3 separate regions of the Mus musculus genome follow, and all the other regions are linked to region 2. The links are chromatin contacts, called in public HiChIP or PLAC-seq maps. All regions are on one chromosome and are shown on one strand. The core of a region is the stretch at or near the end of the contact, and the rest is flanking DNA. Distances in the headings are between cores, read along the strand shown.

Region 1 (2,700 bases), core at 43-2,542, 2.2 Mb before region 2:
GAACAAATTCATCAAAAACCATGGCGTGGTTTTCATTTCTGAGCCCGGCAAGCGCTCTTGCCACCACATGTGATGGCTTCCCTTAATAAACAGATGATTGTTTTTAGGATGTGATGGGTAACAGATATCTGTCCTAAGAAGGGTAATGGAGAAACGATGTTCTCTCCAAAGCTGCCTCGGAGAAGTTTGACAAAGCGGGTGTGTTAGCTTATGCATGTGTGCATATGCACTCTCTTACTGCAAGGGGGAGAGTGCCATTTTCTGAGCCTACATATGGGATGCCTTCTGGAGGAAAAAAAAAAAAAAACAACAAAAAACCTCAAAACCCTTCTGTTATCTGTCAAAACAGACAGCTAAGTGAGCAACTCCTAAGCCGTATGCAGAGATCCTGAGCGTCATCTTGCTGATTTCCCTCTCTTCTTATCTCTTAAGGGTGAGTAGTGGGAACACATCCCACAGGGAACTTGGTGCACAGCGGCTGCATCTTCACACGGCTGCCGAGGTGGGCCTTAATGGACGAAGACAGACAGGATGGAGGTGGAGCTTCAGAGTGCAAACCCCCCACCTTCAGGTCTTCTGTGGCTACCTCCGCAGTAGCCAGCAAACACTGGAAATAGGGCTTTAAACACGCCTTCAGTCAGGCTGCCTGGCACACGTCTGCAATGCAAGGCCTGAGGAGGTGGAGGAGGGAGAAAGTTCCAGGAAAGCCAGAGCTACACAGTGATGCTCTGTCAATTAGCCTTCTCCCCCAGAAGAGAAGACTTCATTTTAAGATCTAGCTACAGCTATACTCTGAGAAGGGAGCTTCCATGTCAGGACAGGCCCTCTGCGTTGTGTCGTCTGTTTCTGTGTAAATTTAGGATCCATGTGAGACAGAACTGATGGCCATAGATAGTCACCTATGCATCTAAGCACATATGTTCATCTAAGCGCAGTTGGTAGGCCAGAAAGGAGTGTGCAGAGGAGCTAAAGGCTCTGGAGTCTGTGATGGTTAGTGTCACTATCCGCTCAACTAAATCCAGAATCTGCTAGGAGACACAGCCCTGGGGGTGTCTGTGAAGGTGTTGTCAGAAAGAGTTAACGGAGGAGGGAAACCCGTGCTGAATGAGGGCAGTGCTATCCCACGGGCTGGGGTTCTGACTGCAGATGCAATGTGACCGACCAGCTTCGTCATGCACCTGACTTCACATCTTCCTTATGATGATGGGCTGTGCCCTCAGACTGTGGGGTACACGAACGCTTGCCTCTGTAAGTTGCTTTTGTTGGAACCGTGAGAAAAATAACCCACAGAAGAGCTTTAACCCACAGAAGGAAATAGGATCACACAAACACAAGATGGGAGGGTGTTGCCACACTGCTCTCTCCACCTGAGATAAAAGCAACCACCAGCCTCACAGGGAAGCCTAAGGAGAGAAACTTTGAGTTTGTTGTTCTTCCCTGGTTCCTAGTGGCCAAGGCTATCTGCTCACTCTCCCCTTGCTTTCCCTCACCATCAAGATGCATCCACTAAAGGAGCACTATATCCACTGCCCAATAGGGTCTTTTATTATTCTACTTTTATTCCTGTGTATGTGTGTACATCTGTGTTTCAGTATGTATGTGTGAGTGCAGGTGTCCTTGACGGCTGGAAGAAGGCATTGGATCCTCTGGAGCTGGAGTTACGGGAGGTAAACGTCCACCTCCTTTGAGATAGGATCTCTCTTATTGGCCTGGACCTCATCCACAGAGCTAGAGCAGGGTGGTCAGTAAGACTCAGGCATCCTCCTGTCTCTGTCTCCCCAAACCTGGGATTCCCATCTTGAGTCAGCACTCCCGGCATCCATGATCATGGTGATTCTCTTTTGTTCCAGATTTTTCTAGAAAATTTAGGGTCTTGTAACACACTGGTGACCTTTTTTTTTTTTTATCTGTTTGGCCAAGTTCAGCCCCCTAGCCCTCTGGGATGCAGAATTCTCTGGTGTTCTAGTGACAGGGCTGTGAAGGTCTCTTTACCTGGATCATGGATGAAGGAGCATTACCTACCACAAGAATCAGCAGATGGATGTCACTCTTTCTCAGGACTTCCATGTCTGTAAAACCCACAGAGCTGTTTTCTGCAGCAGAACACCGTGCTACCCACAGGTAGCCTTGCTCATCTGTCTCTACCTCCCAGCCACAAGCACAGGACCTTAGGTATCAGAGGTGCTTAATACTGTTCCAGGGAACCTCAAGCTACTCCAGTGCTCATTTGTTTTTGCTTCCTGAGATTGCATGAGAAATTTGACTCCTGTTGGTGGCGTGTGGAAAATGAGCTTCCGAGGCCATCTGGTGATTAATTTCAACCTTCAGAATGTCCTGGCTCTGCTTGTCCACATCCCCTGCTCTGGCCTCCTCCCCACACCTTCAGGAGTCCCTGGGGTCATTGCTTGCCAGGCCTGTGAGGGAATTTCGGAAACCTGCCTGACACTTTGCTTTATTTTGAAAAATGACTCAGTGTGGAGTCAGCTGTGGAGTGGTACGTGGTGATTTTGTATGTCAGACTGGAGGCATTCTGTGCCAATGCAGGGACCAGCATCCCTAAGCCCATGGCCCCCAGTGGAGGGGCAGGAACACTAAGGAAGTCCTGCTGCTCTGGGGTCATGATGGAGACAATTCTGTCTCCAGCTGCTCTTAACACAAACATTCTTATGAACGCTCCATTGAGTCTTCCTTGTCCTGGGC
Region 2 (2,700 bases), core at 159-2,658:
TATATATAAGGAGCAGGATTTTATTTTTATATCTGTAAACTGGAGCCCAAAAAGGAAGAGAACTATTTTTTTTTAAACAATCAGTTCAAGGCCGGGGAGATGGCTCTGTGGGGTAAGAGCTTGCCACACAAGTAACAGGACCCAAATGTGATTTCACAGAAGTCTTGTAGAAGCCACTGTGGTCACACCCATCTATAATCCCTTTAGTACTGTGACAAGGTAGGAGGGCAGAGAGACAGGGGAATTGCCCTAGAAGCAAAAGGGGTAGTGCCCCATCAAATTGATGTGTAAGATTCCTATGTCACTCGTCCATTTAGGTTACTCCTCACTACTTAAAAACTGTCTAAACACTTTCAGGTCTACGTTACTACTTAAAATTCTGTTTTAGATCTGTGCCTTGGTCCACAGATGATGGCATCAATCGGCTAAAAGCCATGACCATTGTGATAGATACCTCTAGCTGCAGAAGCATTTTTTGAAAGCCCCTCCAACCCTAACTCTGAACCCCATGGCTCCCGAGTGATGACATCAGATGCCTGCAGGCAGGTGTCTCATTGCTGGTATACTCATGCGACTTCTCTTTTGTAAAACGACTGCACCGTGTGTTTATCATTTGCTTGGTAGAGGTTTCCTCGACCCTTGTGTTTTAATTTGCTTTTCAGACTCTGTGGCTGCGTGCAATTTGTTTCTTACATTTGGGCAGTTTGCGGTGGTTCTAGCCCCTAGTCCATTCTGACCGCATTGGCGCTTACTGTTTGGAACACGTGAAGGTCAAATTTGCCTTGTGAATTTCCATTCCTGGGCTCTGGTCCTGACTGCTGCCATCCCTTGCTCTGCTCCGTGAGGTATAATCATAGATTAGGATCCAAGCCACACAGACCATAAGCTCTCTTCCTCCTCTGCCGCCTGCCCCGAGAGTGTGGCAGGGGCTATGGGGGGACGGCTGACTTATCCATTAGGACCACTGGGCTTCAAGTGTCAGCCCCACGTTTCAGTTGGATCTCGACATTGTTCCTTCTGCTTCTGTTTCAGAGCTTGCCTGTGAACAGAGGTAGCTACTCTCACCTCCTCCAACACTCCCCCCACCCCCAACGCGCCCCACCTCTCTCACTCTCTCTCTCTCTCTCTCTCTCTCTCTCTCTCTCTCTCTCTCACTCTCTTTTGCCTTGAGCCTTGTGATAAAACTGTGCATTCTGGCCGAGAGCAGAGCAGTTCTTAATAAGTAAATGTGGCTTTCATGAGCTCTTTGGGGTTGGAGCAGCGCCAGATGAGGTTTCCTGTTAAAATTAGCAGCACTTTCAAATTCACTATGACTTAGAGTCTACAGAACGTTCTCTCAGGAGCCCATGTGATTTCTACTCAGGCCATAGCCCTGGTGTCCTCTGCTCTTGCTGCGTGCAGCCGAGCACCTAGTGGAAAGTAGAGAGTCCCACGTGAGTCACTGCTTTGATCTTGCTGGGGGCTCAGTAGGGCATATGAGGGAAGGAAGGAAGTTATTTCTGTTATTTCATAGTCAAACCGAATGCTCCCCAAACAGTTGTCCTTCCCCAAGTTACTGTTCAGTCCTTTGCAGGGACAGAAGGAGCTCTGCCTTGTGACCCCTCTCCCGCCCCCAAGTTTACCTTAGGGCTGACTTATACAGAAGGACATTTGCCATTGCTTGAAGACAGTTTTGTTAGAGAGATTATTGTACCTGGCAGCCAGGTGGTAGCAGCAGAACTCTGTCTAACACCTTTTAAAATGGATACGATAACCCTCAACTTTGAAGAATCGGTTGGTCCCATTCTAACAATTATGAGAAGCCCACTGTTCCATAAAGAGTCCACTCTGGTTTGAGTGTTAGTTGGGGAAGAGACTACAAGCTGATGTCTGTGTGTGGGGTCTAACTTTGCTACCTGGTAAACTCTCAGTTCCTCAGTTGCCCTGTGTCTGTAATTCTTGCGTCTTGTGTGTCTGTACTTTGCTCTGTCGAATCCTGTCTTATCTGTCTGTCTTATCTGTCTGAGTTCTGATGGTATTTACATAACTCCAGACCTGGGGCGACTAGACTCTACAGATTTCACAAATTAAAGAGTTGAGAGGGAGAACATCTTGTCAGCCTACAACAGAAGACATTTAATCTTTCTTTTGAGGCTAACTGGATTTATCCTCTACAGTATTGTTTTCTGAGCTCTTTAGAGAAACAGAACTAACAATATATGACTGTAAGGCAGGGTTTATTGGATTGGCTTATGCACTCTTTGAACCCGCTAGCTGCTGAGCTGGGGGAAGCGAGTAAATGTTCAGTCTGAGACTCTGGAAGCCTTGTTCGTTGTGAGAGGGAGGCGATGATGCCGGAGGACTCGGCACATGTATGAGATTCTTTCCTTCAGTGGCAATAAGCAGTGCCTGAGTAATGTGGAGCGTCATCATCCAGTGTAGATGTAAAACTTTCACTTCTCTAATTTTAAAACACAAAAAAGCCCCCCACCCCCAGATCTGTTAGCTTTTACCCACGTGCTTGACAGCAAAGCCCTGGTGACCTGGAATAAGGCTGGAAATTATTCTGGCTCAGCTTACCTGGTGTGAGGGGCTGGCTGTACCTTTCTGTACAGAACTTGACACCTCCAGGGATGGCCTCCACTGAGTCACACATGCAGTCGCAGCCATGCTGCCTTTTGCAATCCAAAGCTTTAGAATCCTAGCACACCTCTTCCAAGG
Region 3 (2,700 bases), core at 8-2,507, 2.9 Mb after region 2:
ACTGTGCCTGAACACACAGACAGGGGAAGGACTGCAAAGCTTTTGCCCTTCTAGCTTCCTCTACCACCTGCCCAAAGACCTCCCTATCTCCATGTTTCCTTTTCCTGTTCCTGAGAAATCAAGACCTGTCAAGTAGGCAGGCCTGAGTTGAATAGCCAGGCCCGAGTTCCCACCCAATTCAACCACCCTAGGCAGGCTGACATTTCCAACTGAGCACAGATAAGCTCTGTGAGCTCAAGTCATGCCTCCACTCCAAGCCTCCACTCCAAGAGACTGGAAGGAGACCACAACCTCTTCTTCTCTTTCCTTAGTCTACACAGGTATGTACATGCATACATTACTACACAGACATACTCATGTGGACATACATGCTTGCCTCATTTTGCGAGGGAGCTAAAGCCCACACGATCACCTCCCATGACCCAATGAGTTCAATCTTAGGGCGACATCTGGCCGGTACACAACTCCTAGTTCATTCAGGGTGACTAATGATGGGTGTAAACTCTGAGTGTAAATGGAGGTGTTAGGGTGGAGGCATGAAGTCAGTTTAATGCAATTTCTTATCAGTGGGTTACCTAGAAATAAGGAGGAAGGAAAGTATTTTAAATAAGAAGGAGGGAAGAACAGTAATTTTTTAGGTTTATTGATACTGTTTTATGAGTGTTAAATATATTACTAACATGTATGTGTATGCATCGTGTACTTGTCTGGCACCCACAGAGGTCAGAAGACCCGGAACTGTAGTTATAGTCTGGCACGAGCCTCCAAATGGATGCTAGGAGCTGAACCCGGGTCCTCTGCAAAAGCTGTGAGTGCTCCACCCACTGAGTAATCTCTCCATCTCAGGAAGAATGGCCTTCGATACCAGGTTTGATACAGTGTTTTGTGACCTGTCCTAGGCTTTTGCTGTTAGCCATCCCAGCCTTCATCAGACCCACCAATTTCATAACCACACCACACCATACACACACATACTGAAGAGACAGACCATAGAGACACTGCCATCATAACAGCCAGCATGGACAGAACACCTAATATCATACTAACATCTTTCCACTGCAAAACCGAAATTAATAAGTAACTTCCACAGCCCAGCAAGGTAGTGCTCTCTAACAATAAAAACTGGAGGATTCAGTTTAAGAGAGTTCACGCTGAGAAAAGACAGATGGTTGAATCAGACAGTACAGATACCACAGGAGAGGCTCTGCTGGACCATGTGGGTAGGAGGTGGGAAGTGGGAGAGAAGCCAAAGCAGAAGTGAGGCACAGAAGCTGCTTCATTGGTTCTAACTCCATATTTGCCTTATTTGAACATAGTTGGATCGGTTGCCTAGTGCGTGTGGTTGAAGCTCTGCTGCTGTGATTGGCTGAGACTCAGCTACATGTTACCAAAAGAAACTCCACAAAGCCAGGCTCTGGTTGACTTACTACCAAGTTTGGTTGCAGCTCCTTATGGAGGGACTCGGAATATAGACACATGGATCTTTGAGTCCAATTATGTCTAATTTAGAGTTCCATCACCCCCATTTTCCAGACGAGAAAATTAAAGCTCAGATTGCCATGTTTCCAGAGCAAGCTGGGAACCAAAACCACAGCAGCTCCCTCCTTGGCCGTAAAGCTAAGCAAGCCCTTTACCCGTGTCCTCTACTTATGCTTAGAAGCTAACATTCTCAGCCTGCATGGACTCAACCTGGAACCCACGCCTCCCCCATCCCCATCTCCCTTTCCGTCTTCACAGGTTATTGTTGGCAGTATGCTGTTGAGTTGGTCAGGAATGAGACCAGGGTGGGAAGCAGAAGCCATCCTTATCTCCTACCTGGCCTCTCCTTTCCCAAGCAGTCTGTGGGGATCTGCGAGGTATGCACATTGGTGGGTAGGGAAGGGGTGTGGTTGACATCATCCTTCAGGTCTGGAAGAATATGTCTTCCCATGACTAAAGAGACTGAGGGTATAATTATGGGAAGGCTCTTGAGATGTGAACATGACCCTGGATTACTGTGGAGGTAGGGATCAGCGTGAGAGGCAGAGATGAGTGGAGAGAGGAGAAATTTGAAGGAAAGACTATAGCCAAGGAAGTAAGTAGCTTACAGAGCTGAACAAGAACCTCTGAAGCCCCCAAAAGACATATCTCCAAATATAGCCCTGCCCATACCTTGATATGGGCCTTCTTCTATTTAACTGATTATTGCTGTTGTTGTTATTATCATCATTGTCATCATTATTGTGTGAGTGTGCAAATAATGTTTGAGTATGAGTGTACACATGCCACAGTGCACATGTGGATAGCAGAGAACAGCCTGGAGTCAGTTCTCTTCTTCCTCCTTTACATGAGTTCCAGGAATTAAACCCTGATTGCCAGGCTTGCCTGACAAGCAGCTTTAACCACTAAGCCATCATGCCACCCCCCCTTGGTTTTGGACTTCTGACTTCCAGACTATAGAAGGATGCATTTGTTAAGGCAATAATTGTGCGGTTGAACAAGTCAGAAGAAGAGGATTCAGTCACCCGGAGATGGTATTAGGGGCAGTCTTCATCATCTAGGTCAGCCATAGCAAAATAGCCTAGACTGGGCCCCTTAAACAGCAAAGGTTTCTTGTTTCACAGTTGTGGGTGCTGGGTGTCCTAGATCAAGAGCTGACAGGGCGATGGTCCTGTATCACTTCTCTGCTTGGTTTGCAGACAGCAAGTCTTGCTTCCCCTC

The links. HiChIP or PLAC-seq counts read pairs in DNA pulled down with a chosen protein or histone mark.
Region 1: an H3K27ac HiChIP or PLAC-seq map of T-cell acute lymphoblastic leukemia shows a contact between it and region 2, with 4 times the contacts expected there. The contact joins two enhancer-like sites. A contact is called at or near these places in 9 of 39 promoter capture datasets (the C10 cell line, cranial neural crest, embryonic stem cells and 5 more) and 8 of 115 datasets of contacts at active chromatin or transcription factors (T-cell acute lymphoblastic leukemia, acute myeloid leukemia, astrocytes and 4 more).
Region 3: an H3K27ac HiChIP or PLAC-seq map of bone marrow-derived dendritic cells shows a contact between it and region 2, with 15 times the contacts expected there. The contact joins two enhancer-like sites. A contact is called at or near these places in 1 of 39 promoter capture datasets (hippocampal neurons) and 1 of 115 datasets of contacts at active chromatin or transcription factors (bone marrow-derived dendritic cells).

Annotation. Positions count from the first base shown.
Region 1 is chr13:8,782,448-8,785,147 of GRCm38.p6, reverse strand. No RefSeq gene overlaps it. Among named protein-coding and RNA genes, the nearest start is that of Wdr37, 87 kb to the left of the region's middle. Within about 2 kb of position 1,292, at least 19 of the 459 cell types and tissues checked have an H3K27ac peak or open chromatin away from gene starts, as enhancers often do. A contact at or near this core is called in T-cell acute lymphoblastic leukemia, where this site is marked.
Region 2 is chr13:6,632,384-6,635,083 of GRCm38.p6, reverse strand. The region is part of intron 2 of Pfkp (phosphofructokinase, platelet); the gene reads left to right. It overlaps Gm35730 (a long non-coding RNA gene), which reads right to left. Exons shown (of 3, transcript XR_382032.3): 1 at 2,560-2,700. Among named protein-coding and RNA genes, the nearest start is that of Gm35730, 6.0 kb to the right of the region's middle. Within about 2 kb of position 1,408, at least 128 of the 459 cell types and tissues checked have an H3K27ac peak or open chromatin away from gene starts, as enhancers often do. A contact at or near this core is called in T-cell acute lymphoblastic leukemia and bone marrow-derived dendritic cells, where this site is marked.
Region 3 is chr13:3,775,193-3,777,892 of GRCm38.p6, reverse strand. No RefSeq gene overlaps it. Among named protein-coding and RNA genes, the nearest start is that of Gm35190, 9.2 kb to the right of the region's middle. Within about 2 kb of position 1,257, at least 36 of the 459 cell types and tissues checked have an H3K27ac peak or open chromatin away from gene starts, as enhancers often do. A contact at or near this core is called in bone marrow-derived dendritic cells, where this site is marked.